Linked DNA regions of Mus musculus: regions 1 and 3 are each linked to region 2. The links are chromatin contacts, called in public promoter capture Hi-C and targeted proximity ligation maps. All regions are on one chromosome and are shown on one strand. The core of a region is the stretch at or near the end of the contact, and the rest is flanking DNA. Distances in the headings are between cores, read along the strand shown.

Region 1 (2,932 bases), core at 219-2,718, 520 kb after region 2:
GACCCTGGGAATGAATCCAGGCCCTTGAGAATGTTAGGCCTTGCAGTTGCTTTGTAGCACAGGCAGACCTTGAATTTGTGATCCTCTTTCTTGCCTCAGCTTTCTGAGTAGTGGAGATTACAGGTTTGGATTACAAGGAATAGTTGGCCTCGTTTATTAAAGTCGTGTTTTCTGTCGGTCTGTACTTAGAGTCTCTGTATTGTTATGTTGTACACATTGTCTTTTATGTTTAAAGGCATTGGTATGAGGGAGGGGGAGAGTTACCTAACCAGCTCTGAAGGTTTGCTCAACTACCTACCCAGAAGCAGAGGAAGAAGGCTGCCAAGAATAAATAGCATATGGTCGGCCAGTATTTTAGTATTAGGTTACAAATTAAGTTGTAGTGGACCAGTGTTGTTCAGTAAGAACTCAATGTGCCAGCAAATGTGAGCTAAGGAAGTAATTTTTACATCTTCTTAATGGGAGCCACATTTTAATACAGGGAAAAACAAACAGGTGAAATTATCTTTAATAATATGTTTCTTAACTTAACAGCTTCCAAAGGATTGTTTTTAACATGCAATCAATACAAAAATTAAGACATTTTGCCTTATTTTTTTTCTGTACTGTCTTGGAAACCCAGTGTGTATTTATTTTCCAACCCATCTCACTTTAGACTAACCAAAAATTCAAGTGGCCAACGGCCACATGTGGCTTGTGGCTTCCATATCTAGACTCTGCAGCTTTGAGCCAAAAATATAGCCCTTTCGTGTTTCCGAAGGCAAGTTGACAAGTGGAAACACACGGAGTTCATACAACACAACTTGGACCAAATATATTACTTGAAATAGGCACAGTCTTTTCCACGCTCATCCTTTGGGGATTATTTTTATTTTTATTTCTCCAGATTTCTCCTTTGTGGTCTGGTCAGGTTTCTCCATGTAAAACAGAACTCTGTTGAGATACCGGTCAATCTCAATGCTGTGTATTCCCTCAGGTTCTAAAATGAAAAGTCATATAGCTCCTAATATTTACTCGTGGGATGCAGCCATTATAATAAAGTGTCCCATGAATGACAGTGCGCCTTCGGCTGGGAAAAAGTCGACTGATGTCCTAAGAGGCTGCCTTAAAAAGAAATGTTCCCAGGAATGGCGTCAATCCACCGGGTGGCCCCTCCAGACCCCGCTGGCTGCTTCTGGATCCAGCGCTCACTGCCCCAGTCGCCCTCCGGCTCCGGCCGCCGGCGTTTCCGGCCAGCTCTCGCGGTCCGCGCTCCGCAGCCACCGTGCCCGTCGGTCCCGGGTCAGCGGCGGGGGAAACGCGCGCCTGCGGCCGGCGACTCTGAGTATCCGGAGCGCGGCTCGGCGCGGCGTCCACGCCCTCGCCAAGCGCTCGGTGCGTGCCAGGCCGGGCGGCGCCGCGGGCGGCGGAGGGAGCAGAGCCCTCCCCCCGGGAGCTGCGCGGCCAAGGTGGAAATGCGGAAGTTTCCGCGGCGCGGCTGACAGATGAGGCTGGCGCCGGGCGCGCCGGGCTCTGCAGCGGCTGTGCGTTCGGGTCCCGTCCCCCCGCAGCCCCGCGAGCCCCGAAGCCGTGGAACCGCGCGCGCGCGCCATGGCCACGCTGCCGAGCGCCGAGCGCCGCGCCTTCGCGCTCAAGATCAACAGGTAAGACGGCGCGGTTCCTGGCCAGTCCGCGGCGGGGCGCGCCGGTCCCCGTGGCGACTCATTCTCGTCCTCTTGTCACCCGCGCTGCTGTCCGGACCAGCGTCTTGCGCCACCTCCCCAACCCGGCGTGGCTCCCGCCGCCCTCGCTGTTCTGAGACAGGTGGCCCGACCCGGAGCGCGGGGTCGCGCGCCCGAACTTGGCTTAACAAATTGCGCCTTCCTTCCAGTCGGGAGACAGCGGAAAGAAGCTAAGTGGCTGAAAATCAGCCCTGCTTTGAAGCAGATCGGTCCGTGGTCCAGGGTTAGGGCTCTTTCAACCCCCTCTTTCCAAAAAACATCTTGGCTTTGGATGGCAGCGCTATTTTTATACCTTGGTCCAAAAGGAGCCAACCATGAAGTGGAAAAAATGATTTTAAAAAAATTCCTCCTTTAAATAAGCGAAAGGGAATGAGCTGTAGCTGACGTTTAAAGATTTCTAGCACTCTAGAAAAGTGAAGAACACAGGGATTTCCAATTTATAAACAGAGCTGCACACGCCACATCTCTGTGAGTTGACTACTCATAAAGTTCTCGGTAGACTCAAGCGGCGGCGTTTCCTCCACTGAAAACTGCTGACAAGTATTCAAGGGGGCATTTTTGCCTTGACCTGGGAAATCTAGACTGCCTGGCTAAAAGATAATGTGGAAGGGCAGCGCTCTGGAGGACTTCCAGGGTTGGTGTTTTTTTCTTGTTCTTGTTTGTTTGTTTTTGCATGTGGGACGCTGGCCCACAGTAATTCATCTTTGGGCTGCTAGTGAGTGAAGCTGGAGTCACTAGGAATCACCATCCTTGAATAGTGAGCGGTAAGGACCACAGAGGGCCAGTGGAGTTTCCCTGTGCAGTTGTGAGCAAGACCTTTCACTTCCTTCACTATTTCATCTGTCCAATTAGTTTAATTATTAATGTGGACTGTATACAAATGCTAAAGGGTAACTATATCATAATTCAGTCTTCCTATCGGAGCCTTTCCCCTCATCAGGCTGTCCTGGCTGCAGTGGGGCCGTAGGGGCATAGGAAGTTTTGATGGCTGTCATCATTGCCTTCCCCGCTTCTCCTCTCTTTGTCCCTGTCATGAGAAAGAAAAAAAGCCAGGAAACAAGGAACAAGGGCAGGAAGCTGTTAGGGATTCAGGAGGGGTGAGACTGATCTGAAGTGACTGTCTGGGACCTAATGCAAGCCTGGAGACGCTCTTGCAAGGAGCTTCGGGGTTGGTATAACCCAAGGGTGGAGGATTAAAGTCCTTAGCCAGA
Region 2 (2,932 bases), core at 285-2,784:
CATTAAATACCAAGGGCTCCTGGGTAAACTAGACAACCAATGGACTGATATGACTAACATTCTTTTTAAAGCTGTAAGTAGGTAAATTCTTCAGTAGATGTAAAATAGCAACCATTGAAAACACCAAAAATTAGTGTGCCATGAACTATGGAATTTTAAAACATCAGTTTACTAAACTGAAATTCAACATTTATATTTTCATCAGAACTTAATAATCCCATAAATAAATAGAGCTCTCAATTATTTAAAAAATCAAGGGATAACATATGTATTTAGACATATTAGCAGCGTAAAATGTATGCTTCAACACACTTATTGATAAAAAGTCCGAAAATATTACTACACTGAATTCAAGGGCATCCCCAGGAACCTGACATAGAAATTCTCTAGAATAACATTTCAGGAATTTCCAAAAAGAGGGAAGAGTCAAATAGGAAACGGCTTTAACGTAATCGACAAAGTTCAGTGCTTGCTCTAACTTGATTTTTTTCTTTCTTTTTTTTTTTGTTTGTTTTTGTTTTTTTGTCTCTCCATTGGGGGAGGGGGATTCAAGATGAGTGAGTCACTTTGAGGAAAGTTCATCTACTGGAATAAAGGGGGAGGCTGCTTGGGCGGGCGACACAGGAGAGTCGGTGGTAGTGCTGACTTTCGCTGGTGAGTTACAGGAAGATCCGGCACTGCTGCTGTTTCCATCCAGGGTATCGGAAGATACGCACACACCGGGGTCTGACAGCTGTGCAACGTCAGAAGACAGCATGTTGGTGATGCCCTGGAAAAATCTCTTTGGCTGATAATCAGTTTCCATTTCACATTTTCTTTTCAATGGTCCAAGAACACTTGGTCTAATGCAGTTGATGGGACTCTGGCTTCTCCGGGTGGTAAATCGGGTGGTTGGGCTGGGAATGGGACTTGGAGGCAGTCCGTTGCTACTCACAAAACTTTGCAAGGACGGTGAGAAACACTGCTTCCCAATTCCCCGGGTCGGGGACGGTGCCGGAGACACCGGAATGAAATCGATGCGCTTCGGGGAGGCGGATTTCTCCACGTCGTTGTCACTCAGGCTGAAACTTTCCTCCCAGGAGTGGCTTATCTGCATTGCGGTCTGCACCTCGCGCTCGTGAACGGTCTCTCGGTTGATCAGGTCCATGCCCTCCTCCTGTTTGATCTGGTGCAGGCGGCTGCTGTGCATTCGGACCGGCGAGGCCGGGAGCAGCAGGCCGTGGCGGCTCGGGAACGTCGTGCTGTTCCGTCTGGCGCTGGGCGCCTCGGCCTGGAACACCGGCGACGAGTCGCTGAGGCCGTGGATCAGGGGGGCGCTGTTAGACCTCCGCAGGCCCCCGCCGCCAGGGCCGCCGCCCTCCGCCGGGCTCGCGCCCGCGGGCAACTCCAGGTCCAGCTCCATCTTCTCCTGAGCCATGGCGCGGCCGGGAGGCGGGGGCGGTGCTCAGTCAGGGCCCTGGGACTCCCATTCCCCGCGGCCCAAGGCCGCCGCCGCCGCCGCCGCCTTCGAGAATCTGTCAGCGGGTTCGCGCCTCTGCGCAGGCGTGCCCCTTCGCGCAGGCGCCCTGGCACGCCCGTTCTCGCGGCGCCAGCTTAGTGCGTCATGGCTGCGGCGCCGCGGCGGGGGCAGGGGGCGAGCAGTGGTTGGGCGACTCCAGTGTTCGTTTCTTCCGCAAATAGTCACTGGGCGCGGGCTCGCGGGAAGGCAGGTTACGGAGGCCGGGGCATTGAGAAGTGTATGTGCTTATGAAGCAAGTGTGAGCTCAGAAAGATAGGCCCTTGGTGATGTGGGGCTTCATGATTGAGCTTGGCCCGGCCTGGTGGGCTTCCCAGAGGGAAGTCTGAAGGAGGCCACGGCGGCGCTTTGTAAAACTGGACTGGAAGCAGGGAGCCACTGCTACCCAGCTAGGTGACAGACAGGAACCAGGAGGACAGGGTTGTTAGCCTGATGGTGGACAAGAGCAAGTTCTGGGCTTTTTTTGAGAACAATGAACTCCCGGGCGTTCTCAAGGAAGCATATTAGGGTACAGGAGCAGCCTTTGGCTGAGGTCTGAGGAAGAAGACATGGGATTAGAACCTACAGGGAAAAGGCCAAAGAGGAGGTTGATTTACACTAGGACAGAATCGGGGAGGGCCAAGAGAGAATAGTAGACTTAAGGCGGTTGGGAGGAAGAAGCTTTGTGACATCTTTTTTAAAAAAGTTGTCATATTTCTGCCGTTAACCGTGCACATACTAATGTTCACTTGGTGTGGGAATCCAATGAAAGAAAAAAAAAAGACACATTCATAGATCAACAGATTTTTAGCTTATGTAATTAATACAAAACTTTGTATCTCATTAACAGGGAAGTTGTATGTGTTCATTTATTCAGTCAAGTCTCCTATTCGGGCATACCTACTTACTATGTACCAGGTACTGTGCTAGGAAATGGACTTGTGTGAGGACATTCAGTTTCTACTGGGTGGGAGTGGGGGATGAGAAAATAGGGGACTTTTGGTGGTATGGCTGGAGGTAGAAGTGGGACGGTGTGGTCAAGCACTACCTATATATAGCCCTTGAGGGGCAGTTGGGCAGAGTTCAGTTGTAAATGACAAATCCTGTGGACTGTGGGAGGTGGGGGCAGGGCCGAGTGTTCCAACCAATGCGAAGGGCCAACATACCCACCCGTCTGGGGAAGAACAAGGAAAGAAAAATCAAGAAGGAGACAGGTGACCTGAGAGGTCAACGGACTGAGCGCCCAGTCCTATGATTATAAGTCCCTGAGCAGTATTAGGCAGGGGAATAATAGGCTTGGGCTTTATCTGTTATGGTTTGAGATGGAGTCTCACTAAGTCATTGCTCAGGCTAATCTCAAACTTCTGGGCTCTAGTGATTCACCTCACTCCCAAAGGAAGTAGGGCTAAGGGCATATCGTGCCACACTCAGCATGGT
Region 3 (2,974 bases), core at 68-2,567, 720 kb before region 2:
ACTGACAAGATGAATAGGGAATGACTGTCACAAGAAAAACAACAATGGCCCTTATTTCTAGTATATGTTTAAGTTTTATGAAAAGATACTGGGGGGACAGGAGAAGCTATACTTTTCTTTGTCAAAGCCAAGAAACTAATTACGAAGTAGAATGCAGAAATTCATGTGAATTTTAAGGCTAAACAAGAATTCTAGGATGCCTCGGGCTACACCCGTAGATATTTCTGGAGATACTGTGCTTAATATGGAAATACTGTATAATGATAGATTTATCTCTCCCTAGGTCAGATAAGGAAGGCTTGTCTTCATTTCACTAGATGAGAATATGCATACTAAGACGGACTTGAAAATTATAAGGTTTCGGGGGAATATGACCCTTAATTTTTAAATTGAGAACTCTGTCCCAAAGAGGGGGGAGGATGTAGCTATGGAATCGCCTATTACAGATGGAGCTGGCGCCTGAACCCAGGCGCCTGAACCCAGCCCCGCCCTCGCCCCTCCACTCCCACCCCGCCGCCGCCCAGGGGCCAGTCCACCTTTTCATTAAGTCACAACACCTGCTACCTGGTCCCTAGTGCTCAGGGTCCCCACCCTCCAGAGAACCTAATCATATACCAGGCGAATTGCCTCTGCACGTCTGGAAGACTCTTTTAAGCTCCTAGCAACGGGCATCGAGAAACCAAGTGGACCATTTCCCGACCCCGCCTTCCAGACGCTTTCTGGGTGGGGCGGGTTGGGCAGCGCCCCCAGTGGGCGGCCAGACAGACGCCCAGCTTGTTCCTCTCAAGCTCACGCGGGCGCCCCCTCGCGGCCACTCGAGGAGCGCAGCGCCGCATTGCAAGCTCCAAGCTTTTTCTTGGCTTTCAGGCCCGGGAAGCGGGAAAACTGCGTGTCACTAAGCAAGAGGACACGGGCAGCCGTCCACGCGGCAGTGTGTCCTAAGCGTGACCAGAGCCCATTCGCAGAGACGGGGCCGGGGATGAGCGTTAGGGACCTGGGACAGAGGACCGTGGAGGTCCCCCTGTGTCCCCGCGGGAGGCAGCCACGTAGTCCATTCCAGGCTCTCGGCCACGAGAGGGAGGGACTCGCGCACAGCTACGGCGACGGCTGTGGACCCCTCGCACGCTCACGCGCGCCCGAGCTGGACTGTCGCGTCGGGCCCGCGCCGCGCGCGCGCACGCGGGTGGGCGTGGGAGGCAGGGGCGCTGCTGCACGCGGCGTGCGCGCGCTCCCCCCGCCGTCAGTCGCAGCCGCCCGGCCCCGGCGCGCGTCACGAGGGCGAGCGGGCGGCGAGCAGGGGGTGGGGCCGCGGCCGGAGGGGCCCGAGCGGCTGCCGAGCTAGAGCCGGAGGAGCGGGGCGCGGGCGGCTGCGGTCCCGGTGGCGGCGGGGGAAGATGGTGGCGCTGGAGGCGGGAGCAGCTGGAGAGCAGCTTTATTCCCAGGCTTGGCACGGTCGCTGTCACTAGCGCCGCCTGCTCCCGCGGGCCCGCGGACCCAGCTGTCAGGCAAGGTACCACCGCCAGGGCGGGCTGGGTGAGTGCCGGGCGCCCGACGCCCCGGACGGAGCTCGGGTCCTTTTGGAGGGATGATCCCGGGAGCTAGGGGTGAAGCGTGGAACAATAGTGCGGATGAACAGGGACGGCAGGCGACATCCAGGGAGGCAGTGCTTGGAGCTAGCGAGGCGGGGGAAGGGTGTGTACTAGAGAGATGCCAGGCGTCCGGTGCGCGCTGAGATACCCGGCTTTGGGAAGAGCGGGCCTGATGACAGTCACGGAAGGAGTGTGTGTGTGTGTGTGTGTGTGTGTGTGTGTGTGATAGCAGAGGGGATGGAGGTGGCAGATCCGAAGTGTAGGGGGAGATGACATTTCCAGGAATCCCCGCTAGGATCCCTCCTCTCTGGCTGACTGATGATGGAAACCGTGAGGTGGGCAGGATGCACTTGGTGTGTGAAGTGTGGAGGGGAGGCAGTAGGGTAAGGCCGGGTTTGTAAAATCCCGTGTAAGAGTGAGTGTTTAGCGTGCAATTGGATCCACGCTCTCAAAACTGCGCCCCACATCCAGCGATCTGCTTTTCCTGACTTGATGCCGCCAGCTAACACTGTGGGACAGTATTGGTTATTTTGACCCTGCAAGTCTAAGAACAGTTTCTGTTCTGCTACTGTTCTTGGGTGGCTGGGTGTACGGATTCTCGCTTCCCCTTTCCCTAACGTCCTAACACGGGGATGTGGAAGTGAGCGGTTGCTTTGAGGCACATGGCAGCAAACCAGGATAATGGTTACACCTTTTGAGACAGCTGGTGTCCCTGGCTCTGAAGGGCGCTTTCTTTGGCACTTCACAGCCTCTCATTGACTGCCTGACTCTGCAATTTCTATTGTTTATCTCTTGTCTAACCCCAAGAAGAGGGTGTTTAATGGTCATCTTCCTCTCCCGTTCCCACAACTTTTATCACCAGACTCCCTTCCATATATAAGTACTGAAAACCTTCTAGCTGAAGATTGGATAGTCTTTGCAATGATTCTTTTAGAATAAACTCTTGAGGTGTGTAAAGAAGGTGGGGGCTTTAAAAATACAAGAACAAGATTGAAAGGGAAGTAAAAAAAAAAAAAACAAGGAAAAAAAAAAGAGTGCCCCAACATGCATTCTCTTGGGTGTTTTTCCGTGGGAAATGGGATGCTAGTGACAGCCACTCTCCCGGCTTTCACAATGGTTAGAAGGTCCATTTAGGAACTGAAATTTCCCGAGACCCATGGATATAAGATCTCCAGTCAGTGAAGTCCCCGATTTCCTTCCCAGGACAGCTCACTCGTAGGAAATTTGGCAAATGTTTGGCTCTCCAATGATGTCTAGGAACCAAGACAGAGAAAAAGCACGCAGAGTCTATAGATGCTTAAATTTCTCTGCGTAATAAAGATAGGGTTGCGTAGAGAGGGAAAGCACTAGAGATGGCATATCCGTATGCGTGTCCACTGCCGCCT

What was found. Promoter capture Hi-C pulls out the DNA fragments that hold promoters and counts their contacts.
Region 1: a contact with region 2 is called in a promoter capture Hi-C map of liver, with 2.0 times the contacts expected there.
Region 3: a contact with region 2 is called in a targeted proximity ligation map of microglia, with 6 times the contacts expected there. A contact is called at or near these places in 1 of 39 promoter capture datasets (the C10 cell line) and 1 of 130 datasets of targeted methods (microglia).

The regions. Positions count from the first base shown.
Region 1 is chr19:24,998,061-25,000,992 of GRCm38.p6, forward strand. Dock8 (dedicator of cytokinesis 8) reads left to right here and starts at 1,469. Exons shown (of 48, transcript NM_028785.3): 1 at 1,469-1,643. The coding sequence starts at 1,591.
Region 2 is chr19:24,475,940-24,478,871 of GRCm38.p6, forward strand. Fam122a (family with sequence similarity 122, member A) reads right to left here and starts at 1,535. Exons shown (of 1, transcript NM_026520.3): 1 at 1-1,535. The coding sequence starts at 1,417. The coding sequence ends at 563. The region is part of intron 1 of Pip5k1b (phosphatidylinositol-4-phosphate 5-kinase, type 1 beta); the gene reads right to left.
Region 3 is chr19:23,757,559-23,760,532 of GRCm38.p6, forward strand. It overlaps Apba1 (amyloid beta (A4) precursor protein binding, family A, member 1), which reads left to right and starts at 1,318. Exons shown (of 13, transcript NM_177034.3): 1 at 1,318-1,533.